Linked DNA regions of Mus musculus: regions 1 and 2 are each linked to region 3. Evidence: chromatin contacts called from public HiChIP or PLAC-seq and promoter capture Hi-C data. All regions are on one chromosome and are shown on one strand. Each heading gives the region's core, a stretch centred on a gene start, on an enhancer-like site or on the middle of the called end of the contact. The rest is flanking DNA. Distances are from core to core; before and after follow the strand shown.

Evidence for each region. Promoter capture Hi-C pulls out the DNA fragments that hold promoters and counts their contacts. HiChIP or PLAC-seq counts read pairs in DNA pulled down with a chosen protein or histone mark.
Region 1: a contact with region 3 is called in a FOXA1 HiChIP or PLAC-seq map of pancreatic cancer cells. The contact joins the promoter of Adgrv1 here to the promoter of 9330111N05Rik in region 3. A contact is called at or near these places in 2 of 39 promoter capture datasets (liver and stem cell-derived epiblast-like cells) and 1 of 115 datasets of contacts at active chromatin or transcription factors (pancreatic cancer cells).
Region 2: a contact with region 3 is called in a promoter capture Hi-C map of liver, with 3 times the contacts expected there. The contact joins the promoter of Lysmd3 here to the promoter of 9330111N05Rik in region 3. A contact is called at or near these places in 6 of 39 promoter capture datasets (the 3T3-L1 cell line, 3T3-L1-derived adipocytes, liver and 1 more), 1 of 115 datasets of contacts at active chromatin or transcription factors (pro-B cells) and 2 of 9 other capture datasets (adipose tissue and liver).

The regions. Positions count from the first base shown.
Region 1 is chr13:81,630,107-81,634,407 of GRCm38.p6, reverse strand. It overlaps Adgrv1 (adhesion G protein-coupled receptor V1), which reads left to right and starts at 1,264. Exons shown (of 90, transcript NM_054053.4): 1 at 1,264-1,401. The coding sequence starts at 1,380.
Region 2 is chr13:81,656,518-81,661,065 of GRCm38.p6, reverse strand. It overlaps Lysmd3 (LysM, putative peptidoglycan-binding, domain containing 3), which reads right to left and starts at 3,260. Exons shown (of 3, transcript NM_030257.1): 1 at 3,130-3,260.
Region 3 is chr13:80,961,713-80,966,072 of GRCm38.p6, reverse strand. 9330111N05Rik (RIKEN cDNA 9330111N05 gene) reads right to left here and starts at 1,999. Exons shown (of 2, transcript NR_015587.3): 1 at 1,680-1,999.

The DNA of each region.
Region 1 (4,301 bases), core at 15-2,514, 670 kb before region 3:
GCTCACGCCCGCTTGTGTCCACTTCGTTCACCGCTTCTAGAAGCAGCAGTTTACTCTTACCTTTTGTAGTGCGTGCCGTGGGCATTTTCAGCCCCATGAATATGGTGTACAACAACTAGTTTGCCTAACCTTATCTTTGATGTCCAGCTGTTTGCCGAGTCCTACAATTTTGAGATGAGGCATTCTGCAATAGTTCATAATAACTGTGTCCCTGGATCCCCGTTTGTTACTTAAAGCTTATTCCATTCTGTTAGTTTGGAATGGATCTTGGATCCTCCACTGGCCTCTCTTTCTATTTAATTTAGTCGCTTTGTCTTTTCCTACTTTTTTTTTTTTTAAATCTGCTCTTAATTTATAACCTTGCTTCTTTCATTAAAAAGTGGAGGCAGGGGTCTGGAAAGTTGACGTTCTTCTAGAGGACCCAGGTTCAATTCTCAGCACCCGCATGGCAGTTCACAACTGTCTGCAACTTCAGTTTCAGGGGGATCTGTCACTCTTACCTATGAACAGAACATCAAATTAAATAATTATTAGCACAAAAAGTGGAGGCAGAGGGTTGGACCAAAAATCTTAGTCTTTTTCCTTGTTTGAAACTTCCCATGAATGATGCTGCAATTGTTCTGATAACCACCACGGCTCTTCCCACTATGGAGCCTTCATGACTAAGTCTAGGGGAGAATAACGACCCACATACACATGCCCTGTGTGCTATCAGAAAAAACTTGGTTCCCTTAATCCTTGAAGAACTTAGGTATTATTACAGTAGGTAATAAACTAGGTATTAATACAATATGAGATGGCAAAGATGTTGCCTTGTAAGTGTGCATAGAGATACCGCCTTCATTTCTAGTAATTCATCAGTGAATGAGTACTCAGAGTGAACACTTGAAGAAGGGCTTCAATCGATGGTAAAGGAAACACCCTTTTAGGTTCAGCAAACTGGAGAGAAGACTGGGAGCCGCTTACAGCAGAGCAGCTCCAAAGTTTAGCGCCTAAGAGAACCGGCCAAGCGCTGTGGTACCCAGCAGGTCAGCTTGGACGCCTGACTGCTGGAAGAGTCCATTAGTCATGGCCAAGGCGGGGAGTTCACCACGACGGAGTGCGGACCTGGCTGCCCGCTGCGCAGAGGACAGCCTGCTGCCAGGACAGTCACCCCCGCTCCACCGACCAGGTGAGCCCATCCCCCGGGCCAGAGTCCTATTGGAGCAGAGGAGCGCTAGGGGGAGGGGAGAGGATGAAGTCTTTGGCTGGAAGGGACAGTGCGGGGAAAGGATTAGCGTTGCAGAGGGTTGCGCTGGGTGTGAAGGGAGGAACGGCAGCGGTGGGGACCCTGGGTGTGAAGGGAGGCCCGGCACCGGCGGGGATCGGAGGGCACGCAGATGTCGGTGACCTCAGAACCAGGTAGGATGTGACTTGGGGTTGGTGCTGAGGGAATCCAGTGGGTCGGGGAGGGCTACAGCATCTCTTAGGCAGTTCCCGGGCAGCCGCCGCTTGCACCTGTTGCTGGAGGTAGGAGCGAGGGCGGCGCAGAAGGCGGGCGGGTAGCGGCCGCACGGACAAGCGGGTGGCGGGCTGCGGGTAACGGGACAAATGCCTGGTCCCTGCACAAGGCTGCGGCTTTGCATAGCTGCTCCCAAAGCTGCCATCTCAGAGAAGAGGAGACTGGGATGAGCAGAGCGAAAAGTTCCCATATCTCTTTCTGCCCAGTTGAAACACAGGCTCTAGTTTCAAAGATGGCTTGGAAAAATAATTGGGCAAGAACTGCAGGTGGTCGGTAGATAAAACTTCTTTTTGTGAATATCGAGGTAACTTTAAAGGAATCTTGTTAATGTTCCAGATACCTACTGCTTCAGGGAGTTTCAGTCAAGCACATTGTTTCCGATGAGTTTGAAATTAACATAGAGTGTAAAAATTCCTTATGTATATACACACACATATTTCTTTTATATTTTAAATTTCCTGAACTATTTTTCATTTCCATTGAGAAAATAACTTTAAGGTACAACATTAAGTTGTATATAACTTGTGTAAACTAACATCTTACAAAATCTATAGCCTTTAACATGTACATAATGTGTTTATAAGCTGCACATTCTTTTTTATTAGATATTTTCTTTATTTACATGTCAAATGTTATCCCCTTTCCTAGTTTCCCCTTCGAAAATCCCCTATCCTCTTCCTCCCTCCCCCTGCTCCCCAGTCCACTCACTCCTGCTTCCTGGCTCTGGCATTCCCCTATACTGGGGCATAGAACCTTCACAGGACCAAGGGCCTCTCCTTCCATTGATGACCGACTAGGCCATTCTCTGTTACATATGCAGCTGGAGCCATGAGTCCCACCATGTGTTTTCTTTGATTGGTGATTTAGTCCCAGGGAGCTCTGGGGTTACTGGTTAGTTCATATTAATACTCCTCCTATGGGGCTGCAGACCCCTTCATAAGCTGCACATTTGTAGAAATTGGAATTAAGATGTTACTTCTTGACAGGAAAAGTCCAAAATACCCCTTAAGTGATTTGGCACTGAGTGTTACAACCATCTTCCATCCCTGAACCAAAGCTTCCTTCTTTGTGAGTCATCTCTCCAAAGAACTAGAGCAAAGAAATAAAGAGAAAGGACATTAAAGAAGACAGTAGACATTTAATCAGGGCAGAGGTACCAGACTTATGTCTGGGAGATTTCCTAGGCTAAGTAGTAAACTCCTACTGATTTACAAATACATTCTGAATTATTACAAAAAAAATGCATGCGATTGCATGTGTTGGAGAATTATATCCCACTTCTGCCACAACTTAAGTGACTTTGAACATGAAACTGTTCTTCAGGATTTTGTTTCTTCACTTATAAAATCAAGCTCTTTGTGCTAGGTGATTGCAAAGATGTAGTCTAGTTAAAAATTACATCACTCAAGGTTGCATCTGTTAAAAAAACAATGAGTATATCAAATGCATCCAAGCAAAATTGAACAACTGAACCACCTTATTTCCATGATGAATATGTACAATTCAATTCTTACTCAAAGACATTAGTCATGAGCTCCTTGAAGTCCTTTATAAAGACCTTATTTGACATATCATCATCATAAACTAAAGAGCAGTATCCTAATTCCCAGACAGTGACACTGAAGCTGGGAACTTTCAAGATTTCTGCTTCAAATCCCCAGTTATGAAAACCAGATCAAGGGTCTTTTCTGAGTGCTTTTAGACGTCCATTATGCTGAATATTAGGAACATTACCTTAATCTCCTATAGACTCACGAAATCTGACTATACCAAGTCCACAGTGAGGCAAAGGCTAACTATGTGAGAGCATCAAGTCTTGATGCCATCAGGTATAAGAACAAAGTGTTAGTTAAAATTCTCAGTATTTAGGAAAATAATTTAGTTTTACGCTGTTGAATTCCTATTGTATTTGATGTCATAGAATAATAATATGAAATATTTAGGACACAAATGTTCTTATAGAAATAAAAACAATTGTTAGAAATACTGTGAAGGAGCAAAAGGCCATGTTACACCAGAGAATGTCAGCTGTTTTGTCCCTTGGAGGTGGCCATGCTCAAGACAAGGAGGGATGATGTGCCGTGGGAGAAGGGGCTTTACATCGGCTAACTGTGACCAAAGGCTTTGTTTATATCCTCATGAATGGCAATGGCATGCCGCTTTTGCCTAGTGTACACAGTATGCCAGGAATTCGACTAATCCCTTTATCCAGATCAACTTTATAATTAACCATGAACTGTAATTTTGATTTCCATATGAAGAAACTAGGGCAGAAAGATCTACATCCTGGGAGAATTTCCCCCACCTTCTAAAACACGTTGTTTTCTTTACTGCTGTGGAAGACAGGAATGAACTCCTGAAGCTCCAAGAGAAGCCTTGTAGCCAAACTGGACTGACTTCTTTATTTGTGTGTGACTACAGTGGAACTTAGGAAAGCTGAGAAGCAGTTAAGGTCACACATTCTATTTTCATTTTGGTCACCCAAGCAATCCTTTCATCTGTTACCTGTTAATGGGCAAATGTGCTCGTTAATTTATTGTCACTCACAGATGCTATATACACCCTTGCTGTATTGATGCCATTTCATTAAAAAATGTCCAGGTTGCACCACTTAGAAAGCAAAGCCTTTAAGGACAGAACCTGTGTCTTTCTCTACTATCTATAGATGTAGCAAAGTTGTTGACCAGTTGAGTCATTGCCCTGTTACTTGTCTGCAACCACTAATTATTGTTTATGTTGCATGTATAAGATGTTTATGGTGGAGTCACTATTGCTACTTTCTGGAGGGGTGGTTTAGTGG
Region 2 (4,548 bases), core at 2,011-4,510, 690 kb before region 3:
AATTAGTTGGATGAATCTCAGAAGAGACCTTGAACTTTGGACTTTAACATTGTTGAGACTGCTATATGCTATGAGGACTTTGAAAGTTGGACTAAATGCATTTTGCATTATGCTATGTTTAAGTACGGCCCCCATAGACTCATGTTTTTGAACAAGTCTATGAGGGCCAGGGAATGGAATGTGATGGTTTGTATATTCTCGGACCAAGGAGTGGCACCATCCGGGAGTGTGGCCTGGTTGGAGTAGGTGTGTCACTGTGGGTGTGGGCTTAAGACCCTCATCCTAGTTGCCTGGAAGTCAGTCTTCCACTAGCAGCCTTTGGATGAAGACATAGAACTCTCAGCTCCTCCTGCACCATGCCTGCCTGGATGCTGCCATGTTCCCACCTTGATGATAATGGACTGAACCTCTGAGCCTGTAAGCTAGCCCAATTAAATTTTTTTTTATAAGACTTGCCATGGTCATGGTGTCTGTTCACAGCAGTAAAACCCTAACTAATACAGTCACTATCAGCACATCTTCATCAATTTGGTCCAATTCTCATTAAAAAGAGACTGGAACCTAAAACAACTGACTTCTCATTCAGTACTGGCTTCCCCATTATTATCCATGTAAGAGTAAGATGGAGTAAGAGGGGCTTTTGCAGATAAAACAAAATTCAAACTCCAATGTATCTCAGTCATCAAACAAGAAGTTAAAAAGTCTCCACAGCTAAATATAGTACCGTTCTCTTACAACCTGGAGGACAGAAGAGCTGCACAGAGATGGGCTTTGGCTATTTTTCGGGTAGTTTTCTTTGTCGGTTTGACCGAAACTAGAGTCCTCTGAGAAAAGGAAAGGATACTTCAGTTGAGAAAAGGCCTCCATCCGAGGAGCCTGAGGGCAAATCTGGGCGTTGGGGGTTGGGGGGAACTGAGATAACATTTTCTTAATCAATGACAGATATGGAAGAGCCCTCTGTGATGCCACCTCTGGGCTGATGGTCCTGGGTTGTATAAGAAAGCAGGCTGAGCAAGCTATGGAAAGCAAGCCACTAAGCAGCATCCTCCACCACGGTCTCTCAGTGCCTGCCTTGGCTTCCCTCAAGGATGGATGGAGATGTATAAGCCGAAGAAACCCACTGTGGTAGTTTGTATATGCTTGGCCCAGGGAGTAGCACTATTAGAATGTGTGGCCCTGTTGGAGTAGGTGTGTCACTGTGCGCATGGGCTTTAAGAGTCTTATCCTAGCTGCATGGAAGCCAGTATTCTGCTAGCAGCCTTCAGATGAAGATGTAGAACTCTCAGCTCCTCCTGCACCATGCCTGCCTGGATGCTGCCATTTTCCTGCCTTGACTTACTGGACTGAACCTCTGAACCTGTAAGCCAGGCCCAATTAAATGTCCTTATAAGAGTTGCTTTTGGTTATGGTTTTTATCACAGCAACAGAAAGCAAACTAGGTCAATCATAATAAATTCCTCAAAGACAGCAGAACAAATGTTAAACACACAAGTGTGTTTATCTCAGTGAAGATAACATCTTCCAGCAAACTTGGAAAAGCAGTGCGGGGGGTGGGGAGGGGGAGGAGAGAAACCATCAAAAAATTATGCATGGATCCTGGAATGCAAAATGGGTTTAGAAGGATGGATGAAAAGAAACGAAAACTAAAATAAAAAACAAACAGACAAGGGAGGGTGGCAGGAGACAACTAAAACTCAGACAACAAAAAGATGATATTCTCTATGTAAAAACATACCTATTTCATTTCATAAAATCCAGCCCTTAAAATCCAGTTTCTGACCTTGCTTTACAGGGACACTGTATATCTTTAAAAGTTGAAAAGTCTCTATTTAGATAATTTATTAACAGCTATATTAGTAGCTTGCTTCAGCTGCTCCCACAGGGGCTAAACTATTGCCAAAAACCACTCCAAATTTGACAGATCCAAGCTAAATGAGAGCCACGTTTCACATCTCAGTTTAAAGTAAGGAGCACACCTGTTTCTACAAGGACGCTTGCACTCCCTTATCTAGGTCTTTTCTAAAAACAAAATAAAAAGCCCACATCTTAGATGTAGAGGATGTCTGTCAGTTTTGTGGAACCAGTAGCAAGTTGCATACATACATACATGTACTACCTCAGGAAGTATCTGTTTCAGATCCTCAAAAGCATCCATCAAAAGCAGAAAAGATTAGATCTAAAGCAATGCATATGGGTGGTTACGTTGCCTTAGGTATGCTATCCCTCTAAAGCGCTCTCCCTCCCATTCTTAGTACAGCTCTCTGAAATTACTGACTAATACCCAGAAGCCATTTGAAACAATGTGTTCTTCTATCAGTCTTTCCCTCACCATGTCTTAATCAGGAATCAAAAGACTCCCGTCTTCGCGCATCTGTCTCTATTCCTCTAAAATGACAGGAAAGCAAAATAAACAATCTGGACACTACGGTCTGACTGTTCATCTGTAATCCAAGTGCCAAGCTGCACTTTGGCCCAGTAAGGTAATGACATGTCAATCTACTAAAGATTAGAAAGTACACGGAATCAAAGCCATCAGCCTCAATTCTCTTTACCTCTCTGAATTATCTATGGAATCTATGGCTTCAGAAAACTAGAACATGTTGCATACTGCACTGCTGACAAACGTCCTGAAAGTGATCATCAATGGGTATCGTGAGCATGTTTTCATCCACCCGGTCTAGACCGGAAAGCGACCTCTCAAATCCCTAGGTACTACATATTAATTGCTGCATATTAATATTTGGTCTTGACCTTCGGCAGGGAGCAAGAGAAGACTCACAGGGCACAAGCCAGTTCAGCACTTAGGACAGAATCACCCCGATCCTATTCTCCAGGGCCAATTTTAAACCTAAGCAACAACTGCAAACTTCCTCCCTCTTCCATTCCACTCGCTTTTATTTTTATTTTTCCCTTTCCTCCGGACGTCCCCCGCAAAGATTACATCTCTGATTTCTAAGTCGCCGCGTCAGACTGGGACGCTTCGGAGCAGATGCTAAGGGGACAGGCAGAATGGCCCGGAAAGGGCTGCCCAAAACCGGGAGGTAAGAGTCCTTCCCGAACCGGGGACAGCGCCCCACGGTGACCCCCCGATCGACGTCCTGCCCCGCCCCGCCCCACAGCCACCGTCACCTGTCCTCTAGCAGGGGCGCGGCGACACGGTTATGTCCTCCACCACAGCCGCGGCCCCGGAGACGTTCATGACCGACTCTAGGTTCTCCGGTGTCTGGGTCCGCTTCTGCCACCGTCGCCGCCGTCGCCGCCGTCCCCGCCTTCCGCACCGACAGCCGCCGCCACGTCCGCAAACCTGCGGTGCGTCATCGCGTAGAGTAGGCGGAGGTGCGAGGGCGCGGGCGGAGGCGGGGAACCCAGAACCCCGCGGCCAACCGCAGGCCCACGCCAGCACGCAGGCGCGCCGATGCGGCCGGGGCGGGGCCTGATTTCAGCCCCGCCTCTAGCCCCGCCCGTCCGGGGGCCGCCGGGCCGTGTTGGACTCCTGCAGTCTGTGAATCTAAACCCAACGGGTCCTCCTGGCTAAGAAACGTACTGAGCGGAGGGCATGCTTGAGGAAGAGCCAATGGAGAGCCGCTGTGCATTTCTTAATGCTCTGTATCTGGCACTTTCTTCTCGGTGGGGCAGAAGAAAGCAAAAACACTGGGCCGTGCTTTACCATATCGAACGAGCCCTAGAGCAGCAAACAAGACAGGCAGAGTGCCTTGGGTCTGTAGGTCAGCAGAGTGAGCCACCTAGCCAAGCTAAGCTCACAGTGCCCTGGAGCTGCACTTTGATGGGACAAAGTTGTCAACAACTTGTAACTAACCTACTTGGATTTGAAAATTAACAGGACGCCATTGGTGTTGCACTATCTATGGCAGTGAAATAAATACCTCTCTTCTGACTTTTTTTTTTTTTTTTTTTTTTTTTTTTAGAAATTTGCCGAAGTGGTAAATACAGTGTTTGTATTTATGCGAATGATGTATGACATTTTAAAGGTGCACCTGGTGTTTTGTGCTGACGACCGACAATGCACTTGACTAAATGCTTACCCATTTAGGTCAACATTGCCTAAAGACGTACCACACTTTTCTTTACAGTCCGAATACTTAGTAATTATAAAGCCTTTGGAACGCTGTTCCAATTTCCAAAGGGTTTTTTGTTTGATTGTTTGTTTGTTTGTTTGTTTGTTCTGTTGGTTCCTTGGTCGGTTGGTTTTCTGAGAAGTGCCTCTGCAAGGACTGGGATTTTACTTACATTGCAATAAGCGCCTTTTACTTGAAAGGACAAGGCACTGTGCTGAACAATGCTACAAAGAACTCCAGGCAAAGACAACCGGGGAAAAAAAAGTTTGCCCAAGTTATTCTTTGAGCTCTTGCCCCTGTGACACCGCTGTCTGTAACCATTTATCACGGAGACATTTTCTCATCAGGAGACAAAGGATATATTCCGTTCTTGATGTGTAGGGCCTCGGCTGTTCAGGCCTCATGAATGTTAATGGAATGCAACCGTCTTTTTGCAAGTAGGTTACTTTTCTTATTTTAATGTCAATAGGCC
Region 3 (4,360 bases), core at 750-3,249:
ACATTACTTCACAGCAAACCCTATAGTCCTTTGGCTCTTAGTCTTTTCACCTTCTCCAGTGTTCCTTGAGTGGGGAAGTGTTTTGTAGATGTATTCACTGGGACTGGGCCCCACAGCTCTGCATTTTGATTGGCTATGGTTTTCTGTAACGGTCTCTGTGGCAAAGAGAAGTTTCCTGGTGAGAGGTGATGACTACACTTATGGTTGGGTACGAAACAGATATTTAAAATTTAGTTAAATATTATGCTGGTTGCTAAAAGTGGTGATTATAGATTCTTTCCCAATTCATGATTTCACTAGCCCCGAGGAGTTAAACAGGTTTCTAGTCCCAAGCCCCCAGTTTCCCTCTAGTTGAGCAAATCTTAAATCCAGTTAGAGAGGTGTTGGTTACTGCCAAAGCTCATGTTCCCCCACTGTACCCTTAGGGTTAGTGTACCATTGTTGCTTATAGAAATTATAGCTGGGTAGAACTTTTGGTTGCCTCCCTCCTTTGGAAACACCATGAAAGCTAGTTGTCAGGAATGGCACATTCAGGTCACTTTCTTATCCCTTTGTCTGAAGTAACTGCTATCTTCAGTAATAGAGATTGTTTTCCATTTTTGGGGGAACAACAAGGACAAGAGCGATAGTCTGTATGTGGGGGAAGTCTCTTGGACAACCCTATTCAATGACTCAAAAGAAGGCCTCTCATTACTGGTGTTGGGTTTTTCTTAGGTGATTTTTGGTTCTGGTAGAAAGCATTGTCAGCCCAGATGAGGAAATTTTATTTAAACTATATATGATATTATACATAGACTAACTGGTATTTTGGGGTTCTTTTAAGGTAGCTAATGGTATGATTCAGGCATCCTTACTGTTATCTTACTCTCTCCTTCTGTGTTTATGTGCCTTCTCTTCCCTAATAACAGCACACCCCTTTTCCCAATTATCCATCGTATCTCTTGTACCCTGCTATTTCCATCTGTATCACTTCCCCACACCCATCCCAGAAATGGTGTGCACTTGCATTTGTCAGTGTGGAACTTGGAGCCTCCAGTGAGAGCACATGACCTTAGTAGGGAGTTAATGTGGAGACAAACACAGAAAAAAAATGCCATGTGATCCAAGCAGCATAGACTGTATGCCAGGGACAATCAGAGATCTATGGCCATTGCTGAGATGTAGAAAGGAGCCCAGAGGGGTCTACCTAGAACATGGTGGACAGTCTCCAGGATTGTAAGAGGGTAAGTCCATGTGGTAGTGAATATGCTTGACCCAGGGAGCGGCACTACCAGGAGATGTGGCCATGCTGGAGTAGGTTGGCCTTGTTGGAGGAAGTGTGTCACTGTGGGGGTGCACAATGAGACCCTTCTGCTAGCCATGTGGGAGCTAGTCTTCTAGCAGCATTCAGATAAGGAATATAGAACTCTCAGCTCTTCCCTCTTCCTGCACCATGCCTGCCTGGACGCTGTGATGCTCCTGTCTTGATAATGATGGACTGAACCTCTGAACCTGTAAGCCAGCCCCAATTAAAGGTTGACCTTGTAAGAGTTGCCTTGGTCATGGAGTCTGTTCACAACAGTCAACCCTTAACTAAGATAGTCCACCTTTACTATTTTAGGTACAGTGCTAGGTGTGGCACTTCTTACCGAAGTCCTGGAAAGTGAAAGATGCTGTCCTCCCCCACGCCTTCTCCTTACCTCTGCCAGCCCACTGATCAGTTCTTCCCAAGTTCACGATATAAAGAGACCTCGTAAACATGCCAATTTTGGATGGAGTCTGAGATTCTAGGCTCTAAGGACGCAGCGGAGGATGATTTTGAACTTCTGTTCTCCCTTCCTCCACTCCAGTCTTCAAGCATACTAGGCAAGCACTCCTCCGTCTTTGCTGCGTCAGCAGCTCAGAGAGCCTGTGCTTCTTATGAGCTACTTTGTGATGCTGGGTTGCTGGTCCAAGAACTCTACTTGGACCAACAAGGGCTTGTTGGGGAGTTTGCTCCAATGCTAGCAAAGATGAAGCTGGAAGAGTTTCCCAGAGAAATGAAAATGTCCAGGGATCGGAAGTCGGAACAACTTCCTGCTGAGGCTATAGCTGTGTAGCAGTGTCTGATTAGAGCATCAGGCCTTCGGTTCCATCTCTACCATATCAACAGCGATGTAAATGGCTATCACTATAACAGTACGCTGATATTTTATGTGGCCGCCCCGCATTTTACCTTTCCAGTATTTTAGACAGAAAGATGAATAAGAACACCAGAACCAACGTGGTCTGTGTGTTCAGTCTAGGAAAACTGCTTTCCTCCTATCCTCTGGTAGGCTTTGCGGATCACGTGTTTCACTGGCAGGTGGCCGGTTTCTAGTTTTATTCAGGACATTCTGCAGCTGCAGTTTGGAGTAAAATTGTGCTCTGGGACAGGTGGTCCAAGCTACGTTTGCAGAAATGCTTATCTATCGTTCTCTTCATTTTAAACTCCGAGGAGGAAGCAAGAAACATGGCCGCTATAAAGACAGATTTCAACAGGCCTTCTAAATCCCCGGGACCTCTCCAAGGGCAAGGAAGCTAATCAGTGCCTGAGATGACAGATAGGATGTCGCGATGAAGGCCCTGGATTTTACAGTAAGTCACTGCCTGTACACCATGCCAGATTCCAACCTGACTTGCGTCACCGCAGTGTGGCTTTATGACAAGATTAGTTACCAAACACACTGAAAAGATAACCTTAGGAAACGGAGGGCATAAATAAGACAGAAGTTTGGAACCGCGGAAGTATTAAAAAAATCCAAACGAAGATCATCTCAAAGTCACTGTTCAAGGACAAAGCCGGGATTTGCGCCAACAAGCTTCGATGGAAGAATTTGATCCCTAGACTAGTCAGCCCTTAAGGCAAAGAAAACAACGCAGGAAGTTAGTGCTGGGCTTGGTCGGGATTCAAAAGCTGTAAACCCTGCGCTGCTCCGGGAAGCGCAGAGACCGGTCTGCAGCACTGAGGGCTCGGCCTCGGCGTGCACGGAGCCCGGCAGCCTCTGGCTGTGCAGGGCGAAGCGGGAGTCCGCGGGAGCGGTGACTCAGCGCTGAGTCAGGCGAGCGCTACGTGCCGGGAGACCGGCTGTCAGGAAGGGCGTCCCAGCGCCTCGGCCGCGGAGACCCCGGGGCCACTCACCCGCCGCACGCACGGGCCAGAGCGGGTGACGTCCAGGATCCGCAGCGGGGGTGGGGTGGGGGGTGGGGGTGGCCCCACGTGACCCCGTTTCCAGGGCTTAGGCTTTCGTCCCATGTATTTCCTCAGATAGGAGATTTCTCTTGCTCTGGCTTGTATTTGTTGTTGTTTGTTTGATTTTTTTTGGAGGGGGGGGTGTGGGTGGGTTTTGTCTGCTTGTTTGTTTTTTGCTTTTGTTTGGTTTTATTTTTTGTTTGCTTACGTTTAATTTTTTTAATAATCCGCACCCAATTTGAGAAATGACATTTTTAAATGAGACACAGGAAGAATGAGTAAATAAAACAAAAACACGCCTTGCAAGTGATGTGTCAAACCTTTGCACGACTTTGAGGTTAAATCATTGTGGCCTTAGTGGAATTGTAAAACATTAGGTATCCTTGGAAAAAGAGAGTTTAACTCGGTTTTGATGTTCAGTGTTAAAGGAAGCCAATCTTTGGTCTTTGTGCAATTGCCTTTCTCATAAAGGATTCTAAAAGCTGGAGGCATGTTTGATAGTAACAGAGAACCATGATGGTGTCCTGGGCATTCAGCCCTCTAGCATCCTGTTCGGATTTTTCCAACTGTACTGGTGATTGTGGCAATGCTATGTTGAGAGCCAATGGCAAGTGTTGCATTGTTCAGTGTAGCTGATCAATGAGATAATCCAGAGACAGGTCGAGGGACAGGGACCCCTTTGAGCTGAGTTTTAAGACAATCACACTAGGCCTTTAGAACCTGTGCCAACTGTTGCCAATTGTTTTCCAAGGTCCTAGAATTCTTATTGCTCCTGATGCCAGTGTGCATTTGAAACAGTGCATCGCATCACCATAGAACAGCCTTCTTTCTATTAGGAATGCTTTTCTTGCTTTTTACTAGGTTGAGACTGTCCCAAGACGTGCATGCTCTTTTTTTCTAGTTGTAAAAAAAAAAAAAAAAAAAATTAAATATTTAAATTGGGTGGGGGTGAGCCTTTAACCCCACGATTCGGAAGGCAGGGCATGTGTATTCCTGACTTTGAGGCTAGCCTAGTCTACAGAGCTAGTTCCTGGTCAGCCAGGGTTACACAGAGAAACCCTGAGGGGGAGGGGGAGGTAGGGAGCCATAATAAGGGCGTGGAGATGAAAGATGAGTGTGGTGGGAGGAGGGGGGATTTAAACCACTGTGGTGGGACCCTGTCTCAAAGAC